Regions from separate parts of the Mus musculus genome. Here region 2 is linked to region 1. A link is a contact called in public Hi-C data. All regions are on one chromosome and are shown on one strand. Each heading gives the region's core, a stretch centred on a gene start, on an enhancer-like site or on the middle of the called end of the contact. The rest is flanking DNA. Distances are from core to core; before and after follow the strand shown.

The links. Hi-C and Micro-C count contacts between places; a contact is called where the count stands out from the background.
Region 2: a contact with region 1 is called in a Hi-C map of the G1E-ER4 cell line, with 2.2 times the contacts expected there. The contact joins two enhancer-like sites. A contact is called at or near these places in 2 of 15 datasets of contacts at CTCF or cohesin (the G1E-ER4 cell line and large pre-B cells), 17 of 484 Hi-C or Micro-C datasets (B cells, DN3 thymocytes, the G1E-ER4 cell line and 11 more), 8 of 115 datasets of contacts at active chromatin or transcription factors (the 230-238 cell line, the HPC-7 cell line, embryonic stem cells and 4 more) and 2 of 9 other capture datasets (bone marrow-derived macrophages and embryonic stem cells).

The regions. Positions count from the first base shown.
Region 1 is chr1:156,984,578-156,990,477 of GRCm38.p6, reverse strand. It overlaps Gm39685 (a long non-coding RNA gene), which reads left to right and starts at 785. Exons shown (of 2, transcript XR_865664.2): 1 at 785-1,039. Within about 2 kb of position 3,682, at least 104 of the 459 cell types and tissues checked have an H3K27ac peak or open chromatin away from gene starts, as enhancers often do. A contact at or near this core is called in B cells, the G1E-ER4 cell line and erythroid progenitors, where this site is marked.
Region 2 is chr1:157,051,986-157,057,885 of GRCm38.p6, reverse strand. No RefSeq gene overlaps it. Among named protein-coding and RNA genes, the nearest start is that of Gm30568, 27 kb to the left of the region's middle. Within about 2 kb of position 2,380, at least 49 of the 459 cell types and tissues checked have an H3K27ac peak or open chromatin away from gene starts, as enhancers often do. A contact at or near this core is called in B cells, the G1E-ER4 cell line and erythroid progenitors, where this site is marked.

The DNA of each region.
Region 1 (5,900 bases), core at 2,433-4,932:
AACCCGGTGAGCCTTTGGCTCTTAAAACTTCATACACACACACACACACACACACACACACACACACACACACACACACAAACCCGTCCCTCTCGCTGTTGTAAATACAGGCTGCTCTGTGCCCCGTCTCCAGGGACTCTGTTCCGTGGGCCGTACAGCATTGTTTGTGAGAACAGCTCAGGAGCCAGACTCACCAGCTGCTGCCACTCTCTCGGGCTTCAGACTCTTCGTCTGTGGATGTGAGGGGCACAGTGCCTATGGCTTGGTGTGTAGCATAGCTGGTGACCACATGGGAAGCACCAAGCAGAGGATGTTCGTGTGACAGCAGCTGATTTTAAAGTAGCACTGCAGGTGCCCTAGATGCTGGCAAGGCTTTATTTTATTCTTTTAATTAATTAAATTAGAATAATCCCACAGTCCTACCTTTCCTTTCCTTCCTCAAACCCTTCCCAGCCCCTCCAACCACCTCTTAAACCGATGGCCCCTTTTTTAGTGAATTATTTGGTTATTTGCAGAAATACGTAAATACAATATGCTGAGTTCATTTAGTGTTGCTTGCATGTATATGGTTTCAGGGATGACCATTTTGTTTTGGATAACTAATTAGGAGACGCATCCCTGAGGGGGGGAAAAAAACCGAATCCTCCCTTCACTCTGTGGTCCTTAGTTGCCTGGAGTTCTTTGCCTAGGGATGGGACTCCGTGAACTTCCCCCTTGTTAGCATGTCTATTGGTATCACCATTGTGTCATTTAGGCAGCTGGGTCGTAGAGATGTCATGGGTACAGCTTTGTTTCTAGGAGATGCAATCTTAGCAGCTTTCCTGGTCCTCTGCCTCTTAGGGTCTTTCCTCTTCTGAAATGTTCGCTGAGTCTTAGGGGCAGGAGCCGTGTTGTAGATGTGTCTATCGGGATGGACTTCCCACAGTCAGGTGATCTCTGCATCATGACCAGTTGTGGTTTTCTGTGATGGTCTCTGCTTGCTGCAAAGAAAACCTTCTTTGATGTGGGATGAGAGCTACAGTTATCTGTGGGAATAAGGGTAAGTTTTAAAATGCAGTTGGGAATTATGTAGGTCTAGTAGAACGGCGGTAGTAGATTCTCCTCTAAGATCAGCCCACACTGTAATGAACACTGTGGCCGTGGGCTGGCTTCTGACGCAGCTGAGCTGTGCATAATTTTCTCTGCTTTTGTTTACTGCTAGGTGAGCTAGTCTGAGAATCCAACCCTCAAAGATCAGAGGAAGCAGAGGGGTCAGGAATACCACGAGAACAGAGCCCACAGAATTAGCTGACCAGGGCTTGTGGGAGCATACAGAGATCAAGGAGCCTTTAGGGGGCTAACCTAGGTCCTCTACATGTATGTCATGGCTGAGTAGCTGTTCCTGTAGGATCTCTAACAGTGGGAATGGGGGTTGCCTCTGACTCTTTTGCCTATTTAAGGGACCCTGTTCCTTCTACTGGCTTGCCTCATCCAGCCTTGGTGTGATGGTATTTGCCTGTCTTATTGTAGCTTGTTATACTGTTTGGTTGATGTTCTTGGAAAGCCTGGTTTTTTTTTCTGAGAGGAGGCCAGGGTAGGGGATGGTGAGCTGGAGGGTGGATTTGGGGGAAAGGAGAGGTGGGGGAAAGAGATCGAGGAAATGGAGGGGAAACTGTGGTTGGGATATAATATATGAGAGAAGATAGATAGTTAGATAGATAGATAGATAGATAGATAGATAGATAGATAGATAGATAGGGACGTAGAGCCCAGCAGTGTCTTTCTGCTCTGAGAGTTTGGAACACTGTGAAGCACATGGCAATCAAGGACCCTACCGAGATCATGTACACCAAAGAAACACTGTCAGCAGGGCTGGTGAGATGGCTCAGCGGGTAAGAGCACTGACTGCTCTTCCGTAGGTCCTGAGTTCAAATCCCAGCAACCACATGAAGGCTCACACCCATCTGTACAACTACAGTATACTCATATATATAAAATAAAAATAACAATAAATCTTTAAAATCTTGTGAAGGAAGGTAGCATTGGTCCTTCCTGACAAACCTAACATATATGGAGCTGTTAGCATACTGTACACCGTGTCTGAACCTAAGAACCTAAGTTCTAGAACACGCCTTCCGGTACCGCCTTCCTGACCTCAGATGCTCAGAGCCCTGGTCCTCTCTCCTTTCGACCTACATTCTTTTCTGAAGTTGTGTTCTGCAGGCTCCTTGCTTTTTGTTTGTTTGTTTTTCAAGACAGGGTTTCTCTGTATAGCCCTGGCTGTCCTGGAACTCACTTTGTAGACCAGCCTGGCCTAGAACTCAGAAATCCACCTGCCTCTGCCTCCTGAGTGCTGGGATTAAAAGCGAGCGCCACCATGCCCGGCTAGGCTCCTTGCTTTTGATGAGTCCCAAGTTTCTATTAGATCTCATGTTGGGCCACAGACTCTTATACATCCCATAGTCTGCTCTGCATCTATCGGGGCGGGAGGGGGTGTCTAAAGGGCTTTTATACTTAATGTGTTGGAAAAGTACTCTTGCTTCCAGATCCAAGAGCCCCACTGTCTGTCTACACAAACCTGCCCTCACTTCCTTCCCCGAGTGTTTCCTCCTGGGAACGGGCACCATGTATGTCCCTTGGGGTACCAGGCTGAACACTGAGGAGGAATTCTGGATTCTGGTCCCCACCCCATGCCTGACATCTCTCCCCACTCTATTCCACTACACATTTCCTACCATGCTCTGCCCCACCCTTTATCTCTCTAGAACATTCACGCCTCAGGAACTTCCTGCATTCCTTTTACTTCAAACACTCTTCTCTTGTAGTAATTGCTGGACAATTTGTTTTAGTGATTTAAGCTTCTGTTTAAATAGCAAAAAAACTCCTCAAAGAAATCCTCTTTACCACCACATGGAGAACAGACCTGTTCCCATGGCTGTGCCCCAGTCCTTACCTTATCTTTAAAAAAATTAATTAATTGGCTCATTTATTGTTATTTAACAATGTTTTCCTTATAGCTCATTGGTCAACTTGAAGCTATGGTACTTCTTAGTATACTGTCTTCTACATTACAATAAAAATCTTCAAGAATCTGAAGACTATCTTATTCAACATAGTATCCCAAGTTCTAGAATAGTGAGCCACTAACACTGTGCTCTTCTAAATACTGGTTTCAAGAATGAATGAATGAAGGGTGAGTAAATGAATTGGAAGAATAATTAGCATTAGTATATTACATTTTTTAAAAAATTCTACTTGGCTCTGAAGGACTGGAAGGACCTATCAGATAGGTGAGTAAGAAGGAGGACAAGCAGGAAGAGAAGGAGGAGGAAGAGGAGGAGGGGAGGAGAAGGGGGAGGGGGAGGAGGAGGACAGCCTTAGCAGGTGGAGAAATAGCAAAGGGAAAACAAAGAAGATCACAAGATCTGTGTGAGAGTAGATACAAAACTGATCTGGTAGCAAGTGACAGCCATAGAGAAACAGCAAGGAAAGGCATAGCTCTGAGTAAATGCTGAATGTGGTGGCGGTGGGGTGTGTGTGTGTGTGTGTGTGTGTGTGTGTGTGTGTGTGTATAAAATGGGAAGCTGGGAATAAAAAAAACTTGGCCAAAGCCTGAGGAAAAGATAACGGACTCTACAGTGAGCCTTCCCCTGGCCTCAGTAGATACTCAGGAAGAGGCCCCTTTGCTCTTGAAATGTCAGAAACAAGTGGTTGCAACAGACTCTGACAGTGGCCCAGCCTGCGCTCAGTGCGCACGGAGGAACTGTTTATTGCTGCGAGGTCTAGCAAGTGTTAGGGATTTGTTGTTACTGTTGTTTGTTTGTTTGCTGTTTCTCCTGAACACAGGATCATGGGGCCCTACTTCTCAAAGACGAGTTGGAAATATATGGGGGAGAATGTTGGGTTTTCAATCATCAAAAAAATAATCACAGTGGTGTCCCAAGTGAATCACCTCCATGTTCTTTGGTGTGGTTGCTTCACAGGCCATCCTGCTTTAGGAAGTGAGATTTTTGTATTTGAAGTTGTGCTTGGCAGCCTCGCTCTGAAGATGTGCATGTGACCTTTTGGGGGAAATCCCGTTTCCTGCTGATGTCCTGGGCTTGTGTCAGTGGTGCAGAATCCACTGACTGTGTGAAGATTCCGGAAATGACCTAGATAAGTCCAGCAAAGCCCAGAGGATCTGCTCGAGTTTGTTGTTGTTGTTACTTATTCATTTGTTTATTGTATTAAGATCAAGTGGCTAATTGGCAGACAGGCAAAGCCTGGTCCAGTTGCCTGGCTTCCACCTCCCCTCCAGGATGCAAGCAGCAGCTCATTATGCTGCACCAAAGCCATGGCTTAAAGAAGCCCTCAGCATCACTTCAGCCCTAACCTGTAACTGGGTCATTCATCCTGCTGGGCAAAGCCATCCTCCCACTGTGCCTCCCACCAGCTCACACACCAGTAGCATCTCCGTGGGTGGTAGGAGCTTGTGCTGCCCTCTCCTTGGCTCCAGGGTGTCACCCCTCCCCCATTTTCTGATAGGCTTGGAGAGAAAATTGCATTTATGAGATGTTACATCACAGAGTCCCCACTGTGTGCCTTCCATGCAGTCACTAAGTGAGCCCTCACACCATGAAGAAAGTGTCACACTGGCACACCATCACACAGGAAGAAAGTAAGCCCAGAAGACATCTGTCTTTCATGGTCTGTTTCTTTCAGATAAGGAAATTGTTGACCCTCTGAACTCTTCTGAGGCCCTAAACAACAGTAGCCCCACCTAGTCACAAACACAAAGATCATTTACAATAGCATTGCTGTTTGAGCTTGCTCTATATTTTCAATCTTTCTCTAGCTTTGGGTAGGGGGAGAGGGTTGAAACAGGATTTCTCTGTGTAGCCCTGGCTGTACTGGAACTCACTCACTCTGCAGACCAGGTTTGCCTCAAACTCTAGAGATCCACCTGTCTCTGCCTCCCTGGGTTGGGATCATGTGCAACCACCACCTGGCTTTATTTTATTTGGGTGTTTTCATTTGTTTTGGTTTTTGAAACAGGATGGTGTTTTTTAGCCCAGGTTGATTTCAAACTAGCAATCCTCCTGCCTTTACCTTCCAGGTCCTGATATGACACATGCCAGATTTCACTTATTTCAAGCTATAGCTGAGAAGACAAAACTAGGAATCAAAAGAACATACACGTCACACACAATGAAACCTTACCTCTTCCTCCTGCACACAGCGCTGCATCCATCATTTTTGTTAATCTAATCTCAGTGCTTAAAATAAGGAGAAACTGAAGTAGACTTGCGTGGTAACAACCGGTCCTGTGTTGTAGACTGCAGCCAAGAACAGGCCCAGATGAACTGCCTCTGGCAAAGTTCTCTAGTTCAAACAGCTCTTGAAAAAAGCTATTGCCATCATTATTATCATTATTATCACCATCATAGCATTGCATCCAAAGAGTAGATGCTTCTTCCAAGCACCTGATAACTGCCTGCCTGAGAGGGCTACTCTTGGCTGCCAACGTGGCTTCCTCTGGAATTAACAGAATCCAAATGGGTGGGCACACCTGTGAGGAATATTTTTTTTTCCTTAAGGATATCATTTGAATGGGAAGCCCTACTTCTAATCCAGATCTTTGCGGTGGGAAGATCTACCTTTAATCCGGGCCACACCTTTTGCTCGCAGCCTATGTAAAGGACATGGAAGAAGAAAGCTTGCTCTCTTTGCCTGCTTGCTCTTGCTAGCAAGTCCATTCCTTCACTGGCTTTAGAGCCCACTTCTTTAGGGTCCTGGCATGTGCTGACATCCATCTGAGACATCCAGCCTCATGCACTGAATAACTACTGGATTCTTGGACCTTTGACTGGAAAACAGCCATTGTTGGATTAGCTGGATCATAGCCTAAAAGCCATTCTAATAAATCACATACATACATACAT
Region 2 (5,900 bases), core at 1,131-3,630, 69 kb before region 1:
CTTATGTTAGTTTATTTTCCTTTTGTTGATGCCTCCATCCTCCAGCTTCAGCTCCTATTGATTGCTAACCTTTGCTCTCTCATCCTAACACTGTTATTTCAGGATGCCATATAAATGGGGCACATGTATATACATATGGCACGTATGTATATATACATATGGTACATATGTATAATCTCAGCTTCTTAGAATACAGGAGCCCAGAATTTTGAGGCTAGCCGGGGCAACACTGCAAGACTCTCAAAAACCTAAAGATATCATTCATATACATGACAAAGTAGAATATGTAACCTTTTGTCACTGTATGTTGTTACCTGGTTTTCACTGAAGTCCACCCAACTTTTTTCACATATCAAAGTTTCTCCCCTTTTTATTGCTGAGTGTTTGTCCAAGGCTGTGCTATTTTAGGCTTCTTGAAGGATTTTCTTCTGTTCCATTTTTCTATATGTCTATGTGTCTATGTGTCATAGAAACAGGATCACTCTGTTTCTGTGACTCTGTCATCTTGTTTGAAGTTAGGTGAAGTGACACCTTTCATATGTTGTTCAGGACTCTTTGGCTGCTTGGTTCTTTGTGTCTCTGGATACATTTTAGGATTTTTCTTCCTACTTCTGTGAAGAATGTCATTGGAATTTGGAAGAAGCATAAGTTTTTTTTTTTCATTTTCATGTGTATGCGTGGTATGAATGTGTGTATGCATGTTCTGTATGTGTGATGATGCATGTGTGTGAGTGTGTGTGCATCAAACGTGTACTGTCCTTGCAAAGGACCCAGAGGTCAGTCCTAACAGCCACGCCAGGTGACTTACAACTGCCTGGAGCCCTAGCTCTAGAGCAATGGCTCTCAATCTGTGGGTCACAACCTGCCTTAGTCAGGGTTTCTATTCCTGCACAAACACCATGGCCAAGAAGCAAGCTGGGGAGGAAAGGGTTTACTCAGCTTACACTTCCCACACTGCTATGCATCACCACAGGGAGTCAGGACTGGAACTCAAGCAGGTCAGGAAGCAGGAGCTGACTGCAGAGGCCACGAAGGGATGTTACTTACTGGCTTGCTTCCCTGGCTTGCTCAGCCTGCTCTCTTATAGAACCCAAGACTACCAGCCCAGGGATGGCACCACCCACAAGGGGCCCTCCCACCCTTGATCACTAATTGAGAAAATGCCTTACAGCTGCATCTCATGGAGGCATTTCCTCAACTGAAGCTCCTTTCTCTGTGATAACTCCAGCTTCGGTAAAGTTGACACAAAGCCAGCCAGTACACAACCCTCTTGGGAAACCAAATGATGGTTTCACAGGGGTCACCTAAGACCATTGGAAAACACAGATATCTTACATTATGATTCATCACAGTAGCAAAATTTCAGTCGTGAAGTAGCAACAAAAATAATGCTATGTATTGGTTGGGGGTCACCACACGTGAGGAACTGTATTAAAGGGTCTCAGCATTAGGAAAGTTTAGAACAACTGCTCAAGAGGGTCACCTCTGGCTTCTATAGGTACCCTTCTTCACATGTACAGACTCACACAGACACAGAATTCAAAATAAAAAGGAAAAAAATTTAAGTTAAGCTATGAGGGGACTGAGGGGACTTTAGTGGGCCAGGTACTTATCTTAACCAACATGTATACGTATTCAATCCTTAGCACTATAATAGATAAAAAACAACTAATTAAATTATGAAGAAAAAAAAAGACATGTGCGTATTTCTTTTCTGGATTTACCAGAATGAAGAATCAGATAAACCAGCTGCCTTGCTCTGATCTGCAGGAGGCCTTGACTCTGGGTAACTCAAGCTCCATCCTGCGTTCAGTAGAGATAATTAGGAAGCCCAGTGTCCCAGGCCCCTATTTGACTATGACAGACATCTGGCATTCTTAACAGAAAAATAAAGGTCGCTCTTTTTTAAAAAGCAGGGACCCCGTTGCCTGAATACAATGGAGAACACACACCATGGTAAATGTCGGGGACTTGTAACCTGTTTGTCCTTATTTCAATTTTCAAAATATAAGAAAAATAAGAAGGAGCTTAACAAATAAGCCGCGTCTGCTCGGGCTCTCTCTGTTCTATGTAGTACGTGTGCCCCACGCAGCGGCATACACACATGCATGCAGCAAGCACCTTAGAATGAAACGCCTGCATCTATCCTCACAGTATCCGGGAATTCTAGTAAGGTTTATTCAAAGCAGCATCCATCAAGGCTATAAATAGCAGACATGGGCCTCTGTAAGCACTGTAGCTATTTATTTTTTTAATAGGGGTTCTCATGTTACAAGGACATCACAGATAACTGAATAATTTATGTAATGGTAGATGGTATGGGCTTCGTTCCTTGCCAGTGAGCTCATTCCCAGGTGTCTAAAGCAGATAAGGGGAGCAAAAAGCTACAGCCCAGGGCTCTGCGAGCTGTCAATTCATTTTTGCTAGGAGGAATTCGCCACCGGAGGTGTATGTATAGTCTTTAGTTAATGTTATCTCAGCCGTGGAGGGCATAGACACTGCAGGCAATTCCTTAGTCGCCTTGAGCCAGCTCATAATAATGCATAAAGCACAGCATGAGAGCCACCCTGCAGAATAGCAAATTGCTTTCTGAATGCTTGGTGATCTTAACAAAAGATGGTGGTGTGGAGGCGTATGTTTGTTCTCTAGGAAAATATAGGGAAATGAGGGAGTTGGGAAATGGAGATAAGAAAAAAAAATGACCTGGACGGCTATGTTTCTGGGAGCCTCCATTGTTATCTTTTCAGAGACTTGAAGTATAAAAATAATCTATCGTGTGCTTTACAGATTTACCTTCAGCCACACACAGTAATCAGGCGAGCAGGTGACACTCAGAAGTCAGGCGCGCTTTTCTCTCCAGTGTAATTTTAATGAAGACAAAATTTCATCAAAAGAAAAAAGGTTTAATTCTGTAACAGGAAAACAGCCAAAAATACTCAACAGACCCATAACACGAGAGGAAGTCAGGTGGCCGATAAGCAGTAGGAACTCTTCTGATTTCACTCAGGAGGCAGCGGAGTGCAAATTGTGCCCAGCATGAGACTACAGCAGTGCACCTGAGCCCTGGACATGCTCAAGTTTGGTAATGGCAAGAGCGAAGGATGCAGGGTGTTGGGAATCCCTGGAGAGTTTAAGTTGAAGAAAGAATTTTGGTAAACACTTGCGCATATTGGTAAGTTGCCCTAAGGCAGTGATTCTCAACCTGCAGGCTGTGATCAAAGTAATGTTCAAATGCCCCTTTCACATGGGTAGCCTAAGACTATTGGAAAACACATTATGGTTCATAACAGCAGCAAAATCACAATTACGGAGTAGCAAAGAAATAATTTTATGGTTGGGGGGGTCACCACCACATGAGGGTCTGTATTAAAGGGTCGCAGCATGAGGGAGGTTGAGAACCACTGCACTAAGGCGTGACTTGTCCTGTGTCCACTGTAGGGAAATGCCCCGGAAGTGAGTGTGTCTACTTAACTAGTGGAAGGCTTCAGCACAAAGTGTGCTGACAAGAGCACAGCTCACAAATCCCACAAACTGGAGACAGCTGTGTGCCTGCTCACATAGAAAGGGTCAGAGCCAGACCCGCTCAATGATGAGCAAAGCTGTAAGCCTTGACTGAACACATCAAGCTAACAAAGCTAACCTCTCCTACTGGCTGGCTTTGTGTGTCAAGTTGACACAAGCTGGAGTTATCACAGAGAAAGGAGCCTCCCTTCAGGTAATGCCTCCATGAGATCCAGCTGTAAGGCATTTTCTCAATTAGTGATCAAGGGTGGGAGGACCCCTTGTGGGTGGTGCCATCCCCTGGGTTGGTAGTCTTGGTTCTATAAGAGAGCAGGCTGAGCAAGCCAGGGGAAGCAAGCCAGTAAGCAGCATCCCTCCATGGCCTCTGCATCAGCTCCTGCCTCTAGGTTCCTGCCCTGGGTGAGTTCCTGCCTGACTTCCTTTGGTGATGAACAGCAATGTGGAAGTGTAAGCTGAATAAACCCTTTCCTTCCCAACTTGCTTCTTAGTCATGATGTTTGTGCAGGAAGAGAAACCCTGACTAAGACACCTCTTCTGTTTCGGCATGTGCACTGGGCTGGGAAGAGAGCAAAGGGGGTCACTATGCTAAAAGCCAGGATGCTGGTGACTTCAAGAAGGAGAAAAGAGGAAGCGGCTGAGGGAAATATACAATGGACTTCTGCACAATGGGATTGTTCTGTCCCTTGGTCTGGTTGTGGCTTTGTGTGTTTTCTTTTTATAAGTATGCACTAAGCTGGGTGTTTATGTTGAGCCCTTTTCTATGTGTATCTGTGTCAATAAAATACATATTACTAAACAGGAAAAGATCTGAAAAGGAAGTTTCTTCTTCACTTTTAGTGCCTTTCACAAGTGCACCTGAGGCACGCAGCTCAGCTTAATGATATTTAAGTCAATGCTGCTAATAATGGCATACCTCAAGGTCCCAGCAGGCTGTGGGGTGAGAAGAAGAGCAGAGATCTCTGGCTCCAGACTTGATGTCTGCTGTGACCTTAATAACTAGGCTCCCACCCACCCAGAGCCCTAAACACACACACACATACACACACATACATACATACACACACACACACATATACACACACACATACATACATACACACACATAAATACACACATTTACACATATACATACATACACACATACACACACATACATACACATATATACACACACATACACACGCACTCACACATACACATACATACATACACATACATACATACACAGGCACACTTATACACATAAGCATACAAGCATACACACAAGCACCTACACACATATGCACACATGTGCATGCACAGACACACACACACCCTGGGAAGCTCTCTGGCCTCAGCTCTCTCCCATAAAGAGCTCAGGCCTATTTGAGCTCTGTCAAGAACCTGTTAATATGTTCTTAGAAAGTCTTTGTAAAAACTTTTAACTTAAAAAATACAAATTATTATATAGCTCAAGTCATAAAACACTTTCCTAGCATTCACAAAGTCCTGAGGTTCATCTCCAACGTCAGCATGGTGGCACCTGCCTGCAATCCCAGTCCTTCGGGAGGCAGATGAGGAGGGGCAGAAGTCCAGTGCTTTCCTGGGATATGGTGAGATCCACGACAGCCTGGAATACATGAGACCCTGTCTCAAAAGAAAAAACTTATTTTCATTTTGTCAAGAATCTAGATTCTTATGAGCTGCTTCTGGGGTCATGGGTCCACCCCAGAGCTAACCAATTAATATCTATGAGCCAACTGGGAATGGGATGTGCTATTTCAGCTGCCTTGGGCCAATAAGAAAACACAGGTGACCTTAGTGGGCAGAACACACACTGGCAAACAACTTCAAGGAGACCTCATAAACAGAGTGTCCATACAGCATTGGAGAAATAGTATCACATGAGATTTTGGTCCTGGGACAATACAGACAGGGCAAGCCCAATCGAATCATACTGGTACCCAAGTACAGAGTAAAGGGCATCGTCAAAAAACCTCATCATACCCTTAGGAAGGGGTATGGATTCCGTATCCACTCTGCCACAGGGCACGGCCGCTTGGGGGTGTGGGAGAGTTAACAGTCGCTAGGTGGATGTTGGGCCATTCCGAAGCTCTGGGACACCAATCTGGGAGTGGGGAGGGCCCAGTCTGAGGTCTAGGACAGCTGGAGCTGGCTCAGGGGGTCCCCGGGCCTGTGATGAGGCAGGGGCTGGTTCTCAGGCTCTCGGACACCCAGGCACAGCTGGAAGCTGCGGGACAGCTGAGAACAGAGTGAAGACCCATGGGCTGGATCTGTCTTGGGGTCGTGGTGGGGAGAAGGAGGGAGCTCTGGCTCATCCCACAGGGGGGAATTCTCGGCTTGAAGGCAGCTACAGGCTTCGGCTTGGCTTGGTGGCC